Linked DNA regions of Zea mays: all the other regions are linked to region 1. A link is a contact called in public Hi-C data. All regions are on one chromosome and are shown on one strand. Each heading gives the region's core, a stretch centred on a gene start, on an enhancer-like site or on the middle of the called end of the contact. The rest is flanking DNA. Distances are from core to core; before and after follow the strand shown.

Region 1 (4,382 bases), core at 948-3,447:
GTATAATGCAGTGTGCTAACATACATTTGCTTCAGCAGCAGGGTTGACATTTCCAGCCACGAAGAAAGCTCCACCCAGTACAACTATTTTATTCACCTTGCTTGCAAAGGAAGGGTCTCGTTTGATGGCCTAAGCAAGAACAGAGACACTTAGTCGTAACATATAGCGCAGCATAGACAGCACAACAAATAGGTTTAATCCTACGATCCTGAACATACCAATGCTACATTTGTCAGGGGTCCCAAAGCAAGCACAGAGACCTCTCCTGGAAACTCAGAGACCTTATTAACCATGAAATCAGCAGCACTTTCCTCAACCTTCTTAGCAGAGGGTGCAGGAAGAAACAGATTCCCAATGCCATCTGACCCATGAACAAAATCAGCAATACGGGGCTTTCCTCCCTAATGAACACAAAGTATCGATCATTCAGTTCATCCAGACAAATGCAGTGCTATGTGGATTCAAACTGTATTATCGATAAAATTACTGAGCAGGTAACATAGGATTATTACAAGTTAAATGTGATATTCTTGCTACATCTATTAACTAGCAATTATCAAAATGCAAAATGTAAGTAATGTTATAAAAGATACAATGCAAAACCCCACGTTGTACCATAAAAGAAAAGGCATCGTAAACGACACAAGATCATGTCAGAAATTTCAGTCATTGCAAATTGGTAGTATGAAATGCAAACTAAGGAAAAGAGTAGCACGTTTCTTGCAGTGTGCCATGAAAACGACACAAGATAATGTCATGAGCAAACAACCTTTAGGGGCTCGTGGCTGCCCTCTGCTACTGGAACCTCAGGATGTCCTGCTCTCTCACACTGCCCATGTAATGCTCGACGCTGTTAGCGAATCTAAGAAAATAAAGAAATAAAGCTCAAATATCTCAAATGCTTACCAGCAATAGTGCATTACATGTTGCGCCTTCTGTGTCGACGTTGCCGAATATGGTCGTGAGCCCAATGATTTCCAGAGTATGTGCTCTGAACGCCATTAGGATAGCCATGCTATCATCTAGAAATAGGATTGTGGAGACAAGAGACAGTAAAATTGCAGTCTACTCCTTACAACTTGAAATGCCTTCTAGGAAAAGGACTTATACAATTGAGAATTCAGATATCACAAATGGGTACCAAATGATACCGTTCCATTCTTTTTTATTTGTCGCGGTTTAGTTTAAAAATGAACTAGCGGGCGACAAATATTCGAGAACGGATGTAGTACTACAATACAAATCTTAACAGTCTTTTAATAAATTGTACAGTTATAGCCTTAAGGTTTTTGATGTTATATTTGACTTCTTCCGTTCCAAAATAGTAGTCGTTTTAGCTCTTAGTTTTTGTGTCTATATTCAAATGGATGATGATGAATCTAGACACATATACAAAACATATACATGAAGTGTTACATGAACCCACTAATTTGCTAAAACGAATTTTATTTTTGGACAGAGGGAGTAGCATTTGCAAATAATGTATACTTAGGCCTATCAGTCATTTGATTGAATGTTTCCTCGTAGCTGGACAATAAGTTCAGATTACTTGGAATTTTCAAAAACCTAATAAGAATAATTAGTGAGCCACGGTTGTAGCTTTACTACCCACTGTCGAGTTTGGTGGGTGGCGCCACGCCATCGTTTCCATCGACGGACGGATAGAGCCTGTTCACTGGGGTTTTAATCCACAGCTTCTGTTTTTTCTACCGTATTTTGTCTCTATAACCGAACGTTGAACAAGGAAACGAAATTGTGGTCTGTTTCTCTCGCTCTCCGTCTTTACTCTAATGTGGTTGGGAGTTGGAAATGAGTTATTATTACAAGGAAAAACAATCGAAGTTTACCTTCATTTTCGAGGTCGAATACACGAAAACTAGTTATATGGAGCTTTAAAGAAACGAAACAATGACAACGCGGAGGAGGAAATGAGAGGGACGGGAGACGAACCGATGCCGGGATCCGTATCGATGATGAGCTTGTCGCGGCGGGTCTGCTGGCCGTCCCGCTCCATCGCGAGTCCGGCCGGCGCCTCCACTGAAGAACACGCACTGGAGATTGGCAGGAAGGCCCCTCCAGTCTGAACCTGAATGGTGGAAAGCCGCCGAGGAAGGGGAAGAAGAGAGGAGATAGCAGGTGGGGCTGGGACGCAACCCCTCTATCTTCCTCCCTTCCTACTACTTTCTTGTCTCGCGACGGAGGACGAGATGAGTCGAGCTCCAGTAGCAACAGGAGATGTGGGTGATATCCGCCGGGACGTAATTATCGTGGGATTAGTTTATGTTAGAGTGGATTAGTAATCATCAATTGCTTAACATACCAGGGGCAGAGAGAGAAGAGGGGAGGAGTTTGGGTGAAACGCGTTAGCAGGCCGGCAGCCATGGTAGGTGGCGAGTGGACTTGTGGGCGTGGACGGAAGGTGGCGTGGCGTGGGACAGCCGTCAGATCCAGGTGACGGGGGACACGGCATAACACATGGACGACAGCCTCCGGTTCATCGTCCATTACCCTATCCTCGCCTGACACGTGTTTGGTTGACTGCTCCACGGTACAGACGGATTCGAATACTTATTTGTCTTCTTTCCTTTGTTCAACTGCGTATAAATGGAATATAATTTGATATGTAAATTTTATTTCTTTACATTGAACTTATTAAGATTCATAAACAGTAAACGTCAAATTTGTTCTATATATTTTTAACTAATTGATATAAAATTTAGATACGAATTCGGATTCGGATGTTTTTTTCTCTTTTTTATCGTAGAGAATAATAATGCAAAAAAATATAAAAAATTATTTTTATCTTCCATAATATTTTAACAATATGACTAAATATTAGCAGTACATTCTACGCATCTATGTTAAAATAGTAAATTTATCATATAATTTGGATATTTAGGATCTATCCCTCCATGGGTGCCCTGCATCCGCGGAGCATTAAAGCACTTTGTGTTTGGTTGGTTGCTTCATAGATTGAGCTCGTGCAAAAATGTATTGTGAGCCATGCCCATGGGAGACAGCATATCCATATGTTTGGTTGTTAGGATCAACAGATCCTGGTCGAAGCCTAGATGCAGGCTGGGCTTAGCCTGTATGCATTGATGCAAACCAATTAAGTTCTCTTGTTTGGTTGTTTGTCCCTAATTAGCCAGGATGAGCACAACCCCTGTTTGGTTTGCTGTTTTAGATAAGTTGCATGGATTTAGCTCTAAGTTGCACGACTCAACTACATTTCTAAAATTACAACGCCATAAATTACAACGCCATAAATTACACACATCCAAATTTATACAATTATAAATTACAATAACTTATCCAAAAAAATCCCAGCTGGCGTCCACTGGTGAATACAATCAAATTGTAGATATATAAATTCAAATTTTGGTCTCTCTTTCTATCATTAAAGATATATAAATTGTACATACACTTGTAAATACATACACTTGTAAATAAATACACTTGTAAAACACTTGTAAATAGAGACCATCTAACTTCTAAAACCAACAAATAGAGATAATTGGATTAACAAGATAGGATATATAATAGAACAAACAACAGTAAAAGATTTGCTTTTAGAGATAGTTTACAAACAGCTAACCAGTAAAAACAAACAGCAGTAAACTATAAAGACTTGATTGGATTAACAAGATAGGATATATACAGACAAAAATATTTGTAGAGGCCATGAAAAACAAACAGCTGAAGGCTCCTTATCTAATGACAGACAGGCAAAAAGATAGGACCATCTAACTTGTAAACAGTTGAAAACTTGTAAAAGATAGGAGTGTCTTTTCTAAAACTGGCAAAAAGCAAATAGAAACCATCTGATTTAAGATAGGAGTGTCTTTTCTGTACACTATTTACAAGTGTTCTCAAAAAGCAAGTTTTCTAATTTAAATAAATAGAAAATAGAATGACTGAATTTTAGTACATGACAGAATAGCAAATAGAGATAGAACTTGTAAATATGAAATAGAGACAGGACTTGTAAATATCTGAATCTGGTAAATATGAAACCCTTGCAAAACTAGCTCAAGATGACAGAACAGATTAGCAAATAGCATCAGGACTTGTAAATATGAAATAGTTATTAATATTAGCCTCAGCTCAGTAAAAATGATCCTACATGACGGTGTAACCAGCTCATTAAATATGAAATAGTTATTAATATAGATAGGAGTATCAGTTCTCAAAAACCAAAACCAGATCAAGTGTAGCATATCTGTTCTTAAACACCAAAAATAGCAAAACAACATAAATGAATGTTATTAGTGGCTGGCTAACTGAGTAGGCTTAATATTCACTTTTGTTATCATCATTGGCATAAAGGACACACACATCAGATCAAGTGTAGCATATCAGTTCTCAAACAGGGAAATCCA
Region 2 (4,382 bases), core at 1,240-3,739, 470 kb after region 1:
CGAAGAAGAGAAAAAAAAAACCTTTCGCACAGACTAGGGGAGAGCACTCCTACTAGAACCATGGTTGATGACTACTATCAAGTTACCGAACTACATACAGCACAGCTAAGGGACGATGAAGGGGATCACCATTGACAAGAAACCATCGTATGTAAGAGTAGCCGAGCCGGTGTAGCGCGTATCCTTCTCCTTGAATTTCTCGGTTAAACCCTGCACATGACGTGAATATGTATCAGTAATTGCAACCTGTAACCCTTCTTGATTCACTCCATATATAGGCTGTAGTATCCAATCAACAAAATACCTTCACAATCATCCCACATCTACAAAAAATATATATACCCAAGTCAGGTCACATGTGCTCAGCCACTGGAACGTGGATAAGAACAGAGAGGCTGTTTCTCGCAACAAATTACTTACTCCACAAAGTTGTCAAAGTCTAGCGCGCCATTGCTGGGCACACCATTGCTGTAATTCGCTATAAGAAGCTCGATGACAGAAGGTGGAACAGCATATCCAAGGCTCCGGAGAGCCTCGGTCAGCTCACGGGAGTCGATTTTGCCGCTCCGGTCCCTGTCGTACCTGTCAAAAATTCCCTAGATGGTGCCACGGGGAAGATCAAGAAGCGGATCACCAGTTCTGAATCACGCAGCATATAGATGGTACTCCAGGTTCCAAAAATAAACAAGTGAACAAGAATAATGCTATTTCGCCTTTTGACTTCTTTCATCATTACACTACACATGATCTGAACGCCAGTTGTGCCATACAAAGAAACATGGCCTCCACTCCAATCATGCCTAAGATTATTTGTACAACGGAAGACAAGTTGATAGCGTGTCTTGGTACTTTTTTGTATACACCATTTGGTATTGTGTGTGACTTAGATGTAAAAAAACAGCGTTATGCATCACAAATTGGAGCAGTGGCACAACAAGACTGTAGCAATTGAGCAGTCTTTTTATAACTATAAGTAAACTGAGAAACCCTGCAATCACTCACCCGCCATTGCCCAAGGCAATCCCAGAGGGATACGAACTGTGTTGGCCCTGCAACGTGGAAGCATCATCAAGTCAGCAGCTTGTGTATACCAACCATTCTGACAAGGGAAATGTTATAGCCGCTTTGAAGAAAATAAATAAATAAAATGCAACAGAGGTCCCGAATAAAGGGATGAGATGAATGCTACTTTTCAGAATCTTTTACCTTAACAGAAAGAACAATTCCGCTAAATTAGAAAGGATGGCGTGCAGCGCCAACTGCTGCTTATGAGCACATATTCTAAGTTACGCATATTCTAAATTAGCATCACTGAGCATTCATATTATCTGAAGGAGCAGCAGCAACTAGCACCGTGCGATTCCAGGTTTGAGCACATATTCTAAGTTGCAGTATGAAGAGAACGATTAGAAATGAAACAAATTCAACTATCACTGTGCAACCAGAAGAATGATGGGTGGCAGGCATGCATCATTGCGAACCTGAACCTCTATATCAATTAATATTATGGTAGCGGCATCAAATTTTGCAGAGGCCGAATTATCGGGAATCCTCGATGCAACGTGCAAGAAGAGAAGGGGAGATCGATTCGAGGAGGCAGGGGGGGAGGGGGTTAGTTACCCATCCGTGACGGCGTGGAGGAGGAGGGGTCGTTGAAGAGGAACATGAGGAGGCGAACGGTGCGGACGCTGAAGCGGTGGTAGGCGGAGGAGAGCGCTCCCTGCAGCTCGCGCTCGTCGATGGCGCCGCTGCAGTCGCGGTCGGCGGCCCGGAAGGCGCGCTCGACGTCCGGGTGCGTCCCCGGCGGGAACGCGACGGGGACGAAGCCGTAGCCGGAGCCAGCGGGACCGAATCCGCCCGCCGCCTGCGAGGGCGGCGGAGGGTAGGCGGGCGGGTACCCGGCGTACGCGCCGTATGAGGAGGAGGAGGGCGGGGCGGCGGATGTAGCGGTGGGCATGTGCGGTGCCGGCGGGGCCGAGGGCGCTGGCCCTTGGCCGTACCCGCCGCCGTAGCTGTAGCTGTGGCCGTAGCGGTTGTAGTCGGACATGGTATGGGGCGGGACCGCGGGAGAGTAGAGGCGAGGCGAGGTGGCCTGGCTACTTCCTCCCTCCGTGTCGTGCTGGCCTGTCGTCGTGAGCAGGTGGGTGGGATGGGACGGGTGCCGAGCAACAGAAACGGGCCCTGCACCCTGCTGTTAAACAAAATGATCTACTGGTTCAGGAACGGAGGAATTCAGGAGCAGATGCTGCGCAAGTGCGCATGCGGTGTGACGAGTATCTATCTATCTATCCATACACTTTTTTCCATCTTATGCGTGTTGGCGCGATCTGTTTTCTTCTCCGTGTCGTCCGTCCTAGCTAGTTGAGTTGGCCATGCCGATCTCATGCACTGCACGCGTCATGGAAGCGACGTGAAGTTTCTGATCAAAACTCTCCGAGATTTGGAGAAGAACCGCGAGATGAGAAAGGGGGGAGAGGGGAAGGAAACACCCGTGACGACGACGCGTGCATGTTGTGAGCAGTCGTGCGGGCGTGAGCAACTTGGCTAAGGAACCGTCTGTCCGTACCCAACTTCGCCATCTTCCACCACGCCGCGTCGAAGCGAGCGTACGCGCTACGCGACTGCGGACAAACAAACGAGTGCGCCACCGTCGTCGTCGTCGTCAGGCTCCCACCAGCAGCCGCGGCTCTGGCTTTCCCGCGGCCGCCGATGCCCTATCACTCCACACGTTTGACTATACAAGTCGGCTGCCTTTTCACCATTTTCTACATATATGCTCAAGTAGATAGATCCGATCAAACGCTAAGGTCTGGTCTGGTTATGCGAGTCGGATCATGTTGGATTATTCGTCAGTTTTTTTTTCTTCTTTTTTTGAGTTAAGTGCCGTTTGGATGTGTTTGTTTTGGAGGAACTGAAATTTACTCCCTCCGATCGTTTTGTATTTTTAATAGATTTATACAATAATTGATGTATGTGTTTTATATATATTTAGATTTATAATCACCCATTTAAATATACACATAAAAAAGTAAGAGCCGAACGAAGGGAGTACTTAGTAATCTATTTGGCTTAGAATTTAACATTTCAATATTTTCCAAAGCTTAGATATAATAGTATTGTCTATAGTGTAAATTCTCTATTTTACATGATCTGCTGCGAATATCTTAAAGGTGTTAGCTCGTTGTTGGGGCCAATCACTCAACGAACTCTAGGGTCGACGCACAACACGTCCATGATGAGTGGTCGGACCGTATGTGACTGCAAAGAGGTCTTCGGTCTTCCGTGCAGGCGTGTGGACCGTCCGCGTGTGAGCGGCGGACCCTCCGTGAGGCGCGCAGAGCGCTTTGTAAATCTTCTGTAAAACCTATATCTCACCTCCCGTGGGGGACACTATCGGAGAGGAAGCATATTTGGGTTGTCTTTGGATCGACATGCTACCTAAGACGTCTCGAGACGATGTTGAGCCGAAGAGAGGTAAAGATTGAGGTTAGACAACTATAACTAGAGCTAAATTACTCCTACTTCTAATGCATAAGGTAGATTTGGGTTGATAGATCGATTGTTGTGTATTTCAATCGGTCGTACCCCTTCATGTATAGTAGGGGAGGAGGTCTAGACCAATTCCTAGATGATTTCCAATAGTTATCGCGAGATTTGCTAGGATAATCACGCAAGGGATAAGGGTTTCAGGCTGAATTAATTTATTCACAGACCGTTCGTGCTAATTCCAAAGTTCTAAGGCGTGGACCGTCTGGGCCACACGGCCAGACCGTCCGCCGTTCAAGTTCCAAATATAGTGCTCAACACATGCCCTCTGCCTTTTGGTGGAGCTAAGTGAGCCAAAAGCATCTGGTACAAGTTTTAATAAACTCGATGTGAGAACATCAGCCTTCTAAGGGTCTGTTTGGTTGGGTTGTGGCTGTGAAAAAAGTTGTTGTGGGCTGTGAGCTGTGGAAAAAACTGCTATAGGCTGTAAGCTGTTAAAAAGCTAAAAACCGTTTGGTGGAAACCACTAAAAGTCGTTAAAAATTATTCGATATATGTTTTCATAGTTCCATCCGAAAAGCTACTAAAAGCAGGTCTAGGGGTGTTTTCAGATTTGCACTACGAGAAAGTCGGCTTTTAGAAAAAGCTGCTTCCTAAATCCAGCCCTTTGGTTAGCTTTTGGCTTTTAGAGGGGCAAAAGCCAAAGCCAAAAGTCAAACCAAACACACCCTAAGCATCTTGACATACAATGGTATGATGTTGTTTTAGAAAATAGACATCTAATGCTTTAGGTAACTTCTCGCCTTGCAATGTTTCTAGTATGTATGCATTACCCGTGTAACTCGGTAAGGCACTTCCCAGCTTGGGGACCATTTGCCTAACTTTTAGTCCCTACT
Region 3 (4,382 bases), core at 1,019-3,518, 410 kb before region 1:
GGATGAATTTGTAGATTTGGATGCGCATGAGACATGACCAAGAAACATGAATTCCAAGAATATTTCTTATTTGTAGTTACATTTCATTTCCACCTTTACAGACTTGTACTATCTACCACTTGCTACATTTATTCCCTAGAATCATATCATTGTGTAAATATATAATTGTATTTTGTGAACAAGTACTATGTTTTTACCTTCCTCCAATCAATGCAAGTGATTACTCGAAGTTGTGATTTTTGTTGTTGTGCAAATGTGTCATGATCCCTTAATAAATTCATGTCAATGTTATGTGCTATGTGCAATTTAAAAATAGCGTTTTCATTTGAAATTTGAAAGTGTTACAATAGGTAAAGCATGTGTTACAAACAACATGTACCTAAAATTCCAATGTATGTTGTCACAAAGTGTTACTATTGTAATGAAAAAGTGTTACTATAGCTAAAAAAATTGTTACGCTAGAGAAATATTGTAACACTAATAAATGTTCCAATAAACAAGTAATTGTGTTACAGAGTAGTAACACTTTTTTATAAAAAAGGAACATATATTTTGTGTTCCAATAGGTTAGATACTAGTAACATTGGATATAGTAACACAAACAAGATGTGTTACTAGTACAGCTAGTAACACCTTTATTGAAATATAGTAACACAAGTTGGTGTTACTAAAGCTATGTTATGTAGTAGTGCTACATGAAGATATTGTGTTTTCATGAATTATTTGTCCAAAGAATGACTAAATGTTAACAAAAATTAAATGTGCCCATTTGGTTAGAAAAAAATATTTCACATGTCATAATTTTCCTTGAGTTTGTATTGTCCCCATTTGAACTTTAGTGAGGTGCAATGGGCCATAAATCTACTATATTTGTTCATCAAATATATGGTTATATTATATTTTCTTTAACTAAAGTTTGCTTATGTTGTCATAGGTTGTCATATACATGATTGACTATGGTGCTTGCTTTACTTGTATTATCAATAGAAAATTCATTCTTGTATTCTTTAGCTCCAATGATACATGGCATGTCACTCATAGTCATAGATAATAATTTTTTGCACAACTCAATAATGTTTGCACCATTATGATAATTAACTCAATAGTATTCTAATTATCTCTTCTTGAGATAAATTGTTGGTATCTTATCTGTGTGGTGCAAATAACCACCAGAAATTATCTCTAAAGTTCTCCCAAACTTATTTAACTGCTTGTATTATTCCGTTTTAGTTCTTCAACATATGAAATACTTATTCACACCATTTGTTACCACATTTTATTATTCATAGTGTGTCGTATACAGTAATAGTTGGAAATGCATTGTCCACTTAGCGTTATTACAACTATGTTACCACGTCTAAGAAAATCATCACTAGAGTTTTATCAAAATGCATATGTAACTGATAGTATCATCTATTTTTAGTTCCTTTATGTATGGAATATTCACCATGCTATGCGTTACCGGATTTTAATCATTCATAGTTTGTCGTATATTCGTCGCAATAAATTTGTCGCTGTTATAAGTTACTATATCCATTAGATGCATAAATATTTTGTTTTCTACGAAAAATTTGTTTGGATATTGTTAGAACGGTGTTAAGCCATAAATTGAACAAGATTTGCAATAATCACAATTTATAAACTTGTAGCTAAATCTAATATCTCTTGATCGTTAATTTATATAAGTATATTATTTATATAGAATATAAATTATTGGTAAATAAGATCTTTACTTGCATGTGTACTATTTATATATTTATTTATTTGTTCAACACCCAACATTCATGGCCTAAATGTACCTTATATTGGTAACTTCATATGAAACTAGCTATGAGACTTTGTTGATACAATAAATTTTGACCAGCTAATTACCTCTAATAATTTTATGTTTACAATAGACAGTACAACTATACAAGCACATGTTAGCAAGAGGAAAAATAGATAATTTTCAAACTAATGATAAATACTTTTTTTGCTTGAATAATCACCATTTCTTTATGCAACGGCTAGATTGAAAATTGCCACCAACCAAAGAAGTAGATGGTAGGTGACAATTAAGAGTTTTTGTTTGTAGTAATCAAATGTAGTAGAAACTATTACCATCCAAAATAACAACTGGAAAAATTAAGAGAGGGAAGAAGAAGCCAAATATGCAGCGGTTCCAGTGCAGGCTGTGCAGCCTCCCTGAGCTGTGCCAGGAATCGCATTCCCCCTGTAATCCACTATAAATAGGTCTCAATCATCCCTCACTAGTCACTCACTCTATTCCCATTCCAAGCCCCCGCTCTCGGATTCCCGACGACGAGCTCAGAGCTCCTCCTCTCCTCCCCTGCTCGGTGTTCGACGCAACAGCTGCCGCCATGTCTGCCGCCAACCAGCTCGCCGCCCTCGTCAGCAACATGTACGCCACGGTAAGGGTTCTTCCTCCACTGCACGACCTCTGGATTCTTGTATTTCGGCGCCACTGGCGCGGAATTCGGGTTGTGGCTGACGGGATTGTGCTTTGTTTTGGTGCTAGGGTTTGCTTGACGATCAGTTCCAGCAGCTCCAGATGCTCCAGAACGCCAGTACTCCTGACTTCGTCTCCGAGGTCGTCACGCTCTTCTGCCAGGACGGCGAGCGGATCATCGGAGAGCTGGCCAAACTGCTGTACGTGTGGTTCCTCACTCGTTGTTCCGTTTCTGTGATCGGTTCTTTGCGTTGTAGAGGGGTGGCTGATTCGTGCAGTTTGGTGTTTCTGTGACTCTGCAGGGAGAAGCCCAACGTGGATTTTGACAGGGTTGACGCCTTTGTGCATCAGCTCAAAGGAAGCAGTGCAAGGTGATTACCTTGTTCATACCCTGTTCTTGGAATGCATGTGTAATGCTAGTAGGAATGTATTTGTTGTGTTTCCATTTCAGCGCGGGAATGGGGTATGCAGTGCCATTAAAATTGAGGAGGGGGATTTAAATTCGTGCAATGATTGATCTGGCTTCCACAATTAATTCTGTGTGGTGATCCGACCGAAACAGTTAAATATCAGTTTTTGACATTCTGTTTTGGGAACTGTTGCCATTGGTTCCATAATTGTCATGTTCTGCGATGTGGATCCAACACATCTTGTCATGTGCACACACAAGTGACACAACTTGAAAAGGAAAACTTCAAATTTCCATGTTTTAAGTTGTGTTTCGAATCCGTTTAAGGAAGCGATTGCCATATATTTTGTCGTTATAATGTTCCATGATGTAGATCTGGCAGACATGCTCCATTCAGCACATCAACCGAATAACTCCAAGAGCATCGGCTCACATTGTTCCATTTTGATTTGTGTTTCAGATCTGTTTTGGGTGGGATTTGTCATATATTTTCTTGTTATTTTGACATAAATCTGAAAAACATGCTCCCCACACACTAATCTAATAACTCAAGTGGCACTAGTGAATCCCTCCCATTTTTTTGTGCTTTAGTTTCATGGTATACTAAATATGGAATTCATGGTCAAGACACAACAGCCTCTCTGTAATTGTCATGGATTAGGAATAAAGTACGGGAAATGGAGGATATGTCCTTCCTACCTCAAGATGATTTGACTTTCATTTTATGTTGCATGAATTGTAAATGAATCATTTCATATTAGAGTTTTTCCTTATCATGGATGCAGAGGTGTTTAAGATTTTTGTTGATATGAAGCACCTGTGCTATTGCATTTTGAATAATTGTGCCATGAAAAAAGGATATAATAATTAAGACTTATCAAGGGCGTCAAATGAAAATGTTATGGATTCATCAGTTTGTAAAATTCAAAAGTTTCTGTATTGGATGTGGGGCTTGCTAGAGTTCTAAAAATTTACTAGGCTTGTACTTGGCTAGCTTGTTAACTCAGATACGGATGGTCAAATTGTTTAATATGTATTTGATCAGTACTACAGTCTTATGACATCTAAACTTTGGTAGTTCTTTTTTCTTCTTTTATTGAGTTATTTTTTAAGCTCCTTGATTTGAATATTCGTGCATTTCAGTATTGGTGCTCAGAAGGTTAAGAACACTTGCATTCAGTTCCGCGAATCCTGTCAGCAGAAGAGCAAAGATGGGTTAGTACCTAGCTTTTTATATGTTCATGTACTGCTGTTTTTTGTCATTGTCTTATTGATATTTAGGTTATCACTACTCTTGTTATTACTGTGAAAACATTTTTTTTTTGCCATGAGCATTTTTTGCATAGTTATCACTTATCAGCTGTGTGTTCCATTCATGAGTTGCCAATGAATGTTGTCCGCACAAATCACTGAACTATATCCTTGCCAGGTGCCTCAAGACACTGGAGACAGTGAAGATTAACTTCTATGACCTGCGTGACAAGTTTCAGACCATGCTTCAGGTATGCGATTAAATCTTCTGAA
Region 4 (4,382 bases), core at 632-3,131, 360 kb before region 1:
AAAGCGACGACCTTGGCCTCTACGAACTGCTGGAAGCCCTTGCCGTGTTTCTCTCTCAGCAGGCCGAACAGCTCCGTGTCTATCACCTGTAGTGTATAGATCAGAGTGTGTGTGATCCGATCCATAAAATGGTTACGTAATTTGAGGCAAAAAAATAAATAATTTCTCTTCTAGCTACTATACAGTAATTAATAGTGCCTTTTTTGGAATATATGTGTATGTTTTCTTCTTTTTTTAAACATATATATACCCCGTATTAATTGAAGAAGAATTGCTGGAGGTTGTTGTTGCATGATGCATAACGTGGGTGCAGTTGGACCATGGCCATTATGTTTAGAGGCAGGAACCAGGAAGCATGCATGCGTATAGCAAGTCAGATTTTGAATGAAATTATCATCCAATTTACACGCACCAACCAACCAGCTGCCAGCTAGCCGCATATATATGGCTCATTCAATTAATATTCTTGATTGGTAGACCACGGCCGGCCCGTTTAGGACTTGTTCCGTTAGGGTAGATTAAGGCTTGTTCGGTAAAGGTTGGATTGATGAGAAATAATTCACTCCTAACCGAATAAGTTCTAAGAGGATTAGTGGGATTAAGGGCATATGCCACAGTTTATCTAAGGTTAGTCGTTTGAATTGAAGAACTAACGTTAGACAAAAAAGTTAGCTAAGCATGGTAAGTTAGACAGCGAACTAAACAGACTTTAAATCCCCTCCCATACAAATTTGTATAGAAAAGGGAATTAAATTCTCCTAGATCCACCTAAAACCGAACAAAGCCTCCGTCGGTTCGAACATATATACCCCTGTCCCTTTTCAGCTAGCTAGCGATCGGACAGCCGCATATGACCCCACGCGGACACGCAGTGAGAGAGACGTGCAGATCCAGCCATGCATGCATGCATATATTGGAGCAGTCAAAGCAGTGAGATGAGAATGAGATGAGAGTAGGTGTGGCGGCGCCATGAATGAGATGAATAAGGTACGGTTGCAATTACTGCCGCCTTGGGCCGGTCGATCGATCGATCGATCGGTCTCGGTCCTCCCCCGCGCGCGGCACGGGCCGGCCGATACATAAAAACACACAAAAGACTTGACCGTGCCTGTGCCTTCTTGCCTAGCTGGCTAGCTCTATCATCCATCTGGACCATGCATGCATATGCACGTACTGTCAGTGAGCTGATGATGACACAACGACCCAACTAAATAGCCGACTTCAGTAGGGACCCTAATTAACTAGCTATATACACCTTCTTAATTGTTACCACTACTACGTACTACGATTAGTATTCATATGTGGTTGTCTCCGGCCGTACGTACGTACCTCTTGTTGGACGCGCTGCTTCGCTGATGGCTCGTCGACCGCGCGTACAAGCAGGTAAATCTTGCGCACGTCAGGCTGCACCCGCAGTATCTTCTCCACAAGGACTGCATCATCATATCCATATGCATATATATCATTCCAACGACGACAAACTAAATCGTCAGTACTTCTACCTAGCTTTTCTAATAGTACCATTCAACACAAGCCCAAAAAAAGGCTATATGAGCACACACTTAATTTGCAAAGAACGAAGGTGCACACACACACACTTGTATTAGCTAGCTAGCTAGCTAGCAGGTTTATATATATAGAAACTGCATGCATTTGTACTTACTCTTTCCAAGAAACCCTGTTGAGCCGGTGACGAGGATGCACTTGCCCTTGAAGTACTCTACGATCCTCGCCGCGTCCATCATCATCGCCGCCGATATCGTCTTGGCCTAGCTAGGATCGGTCTCAAGCTATAGAGCGAACGAACCGGCCGGCGGGGCAGCCGCCTCGCGCTCGACGATCCTGCAGGCTAGTGTGTTGGGCGCGCGCGTGTGAGAATTGTATGGCGTGTAACAGAGAGAAGGCGGGGCTATTATAAATAGAAGATGGCGAGATGCATGGAGGGCAGACAACCACCACCAAACAAGATAACAAATAAAATAGAATTGGTCTCGTCAGCACAAATATCTATACGCGTACGCGGAGGAGGAGGCAGCCAGAGCAGGAAGCTAGGAAATGTACGGCACGATGCGGTGTTGGTGTGCGGTCGCTGCAAACTTTAAAACGTTCCAGGACCGTGTCTCTATAAAGATGTATTCGGATCCCATACGTACGAAAACGAATTTGATGTCACTATTTATCATATTTTGATTTAGAACATAGCATTTTTTCTCGATAGATTTATAGTTGGTAAAAATCATATTACAATCAAAACCATGAACATCATACATAGATACCTTATGGGCATATTCAATAATATATATACATATATATTCTTTAACAATAAATTCATATGCCTTCCTTATAAATTAAAGGTTGAAAAATCGTCTTAAACTTTTGTGTCACACTTTTATCAAGATATATATTAAGGGCACCGCAGGAGCACGCCATATATGTACCCCAATCATAGAGTTGTACACTACTCAACATACCACCGTAAACAGTAGACACACATCACTACACCTTTAAATCGGGAGTTTTTTTTTGTGCACCTCCTCCCAACGCCCACGCGTCGAGGAAAATGCTAAGGTTTGAACCTCAGCCATCGAGAACAAACCAACTGCCCTCTACTACTGTTGTGCACATTTTCTAGGAGTATACTAGCAAATAGCTGCTAGTGATCGATGATTGCCCAAACACAGATCATGTGACCAACACAACCCTTCCAATCAATGTGTGTTTTTCAGTACGTAGATGTCGTAGTGCAGATCAACTCGTTAAGAAGTAACATGATCACAACCTAAAAAATCGATTGCCCAAACTTGTGCAAACTCTTCAGCGAATCGAGGTTTCATATTTTCTCTCTCTCCAACGTCATTGTCATACCGGCGTCAAGGATAGAGGAGCCTCCCTTATCTAAAACCCTAACTCGTTGTAGATTGGTTGTCTCTCCCGCATTTCGGTGAGAACGTCCTCTCTATTATATATAAGGATTAGGCTAAGGATAACCACACGCAAAAAAGTTAGGAAACTAACTCGGTTACAATCTCTATGATTTGATGGATTTAGTTCCAAACTTGTCATGCAAGTCAAAGCTGAATTATTGTAGAAAATTGTAACAGATAGAAAGGAAATTATCATAAGTCGCAAGTCATACAAAAAACAATGAAACACTCTCATGTGGTTTTAGCTTCCTCCCTCTCATGCTTCCCTTCAAGGAACGACAAGAGACATGCTATTTCTTTTGGCTTCATCCCACTTCCACTTTCACGTGGGAGTAAAAATCCACTACTTGTACTCCCACTATTCATGAGTGGCCCTTTGAGATTTATTCTAGAATTTGATTGTTAAGTAAAATGGGCCAAGCCCAATAAACTCCACGAATCCCCCACCAGATCTTGAAGGCACAACATAATTGACTTTCCAAATATCCTTAAGGCCCCGTTTGTTTCATTGGAATCGAATTTAATTCTAATAATTATAATTTTGACACAAACTAATTAAGTTAATATATTTATATATATGTAATATATTTGTATATTATCTTAAATCATATGAGAGAGATAGTTATACACTACACTTATGCTATAAAGAAGTAAGTATAAAAGTATGTTATAAGTTGTACATCAGAAAAGTAGCATGTATATCTATAGAATCAATTTCCATCTCTCACCCCATGAATTTGAGATAGGCTTATATATAAACTTTGGAAAGTTGTGGAATCTCACATTCTAAAAAATAGCCTACTCTATTAGTTAGATTCCAATTCCTCAAAATGAAGGGAAATAAACATGGCCTAAATGTTGTTTATACACATGTTTTATGGTGTTGTTAAGTTTAACATCTACATAAACTCAAAAGTTACACTAGGTCACAACTACTCAATAAATTATGCCTTGAATTGACAATTTTGCATAAACAAGTTTCACTCAAGAATATGACTAATTATTGATGCCCTTTAGGCTACCTCCTCGAGTAAATCTTTTAAGTCATACTCTTATGTTTGTTTCATGAACTTAAAGAATTCCCACAACTCGCAGACCATGACCAACGATTAGCTCATATAGGTGTGTTGATACACGAATATCCAGTGGATGGTATCTCATTGTTAAGCTTCCAACACATTAACAAAAGCCATTCTACCTTACAGACTAGAGAATACTATATCTTCTCTAGAGTGGGTAAGATAATACATACTCTCCTAGTTACACTCAGCTTGTTTTTCCCAAAGTTCTAATTCATGAGATGTCTAATCACAAAGGGTTGGGTTTTCATTGTGTGCAAGTCAAGTTGGTCTCAAGCCATCTCCTTGATGCTTTATCTATCATGTTTCGAGTTAGACCTCTTGTAAATAGATGTGCTAGATTTTTAGTTGTGTTCATATAATCAATAGCTATCACTCT

What was found. Hi-C and Micro-C count contacts between places; a contact is called where the count stands out from the background.
Region 2: a Hi-C map of bundle sheath shows a contact between it and region 1, with 2.6 times the contacts expected there. The contact joins the promoter of LOC100273665 here to the promoter of LOC100274097 in region 1. A contact is called at or near these places in 4 of 25 Hi-C or Micro-C datasets (bundle sheath, ear, leaf and 1 more).
Region 3: a Hi-C map of ear shows a contact between it and region 1, with 3 times the contacts expected there. The contact joins the promoter of LOC542596 here to the promoter of LOC100274097 in region 1. A contact is called at or near these places in 2 of 25 Hi-C or Micro-C datasets (ear and tassel).
Region 4: a Hi-C map of ear shows a contact between it and region 1, with 4 times the contacts expected there. The contact joins the promoter of LOC100272790 here to the promoter of LOC100274097 in region 1. A contact is called at or near these places in 5 of 25 Hi-C or Micro-C datasets (bundle sheath, ear, leaf and 1 more).

What each region holds. Positions count from the first base shown.
Region 1 is chr4:55,033,546-55,037,927 of Zm-B73-REFERENCE-NAM-5.0, reverse strand. LOC100274097 reads right to left here and starts at 2,197. Exons shown (of 9, transcript NM_001148476.1): 1 at 1,951-2,197; 2 at 907-1,022; 3 at 770-829; 4 at 219-401; 5 at 25-129. The coding sequence starts at 2,014.
Region 2 is chr4:54,563,752-54,568,133 of Zm-B73-REFERENCE-NAM-5.0, reverse strand. It overlaps LOC100273665 (putative calcium-binding protein CML48), which reads right to left and starts at 2,489. Exons shown (of 5, transcript NM_001148078.2): 1 at 1,621-2,489; 2 at 1,003-1,049; 3 at 421-596; 4 at 305-323; 5 at 1-210. The coding sequence starts at 2,047. The coding sequence ends at 106.
Region 3 is chr4:55,439,264-55,443,645 of Zm-B73-REFERENCE-NAM-5.0, reverse strand. LOC542596 (his-containing phosphotransfer protein) reads left to right here and starts at 2,268. Exons shown (of 6, transcript NM_001112131.1): 1 at 2,268-2,411; 2 at 2,519-2,649; 3 at 2,752-2,820; 4 at 4,002-4,073; 5 at 4,288-4,360. The coding sequence starts at 2,361. LOC103653266 reads left to right here. Exons shown (of 10, transcript XM_008680207.2): 10 at 1-240. The coding sequence ends at 6.
Region 4 is chr4:55,390,140-55,394,521 of Zm-B73-REFERENCE-NAM-5.0, reverse strand. It overlaps LOC100272790, which reads right to left and starts at 1,881. Exons shown (of 5, transcript NM_001147243.1): 1 at 1,664-1,881; 2 at 1,330-1,433; 3 at 1-86.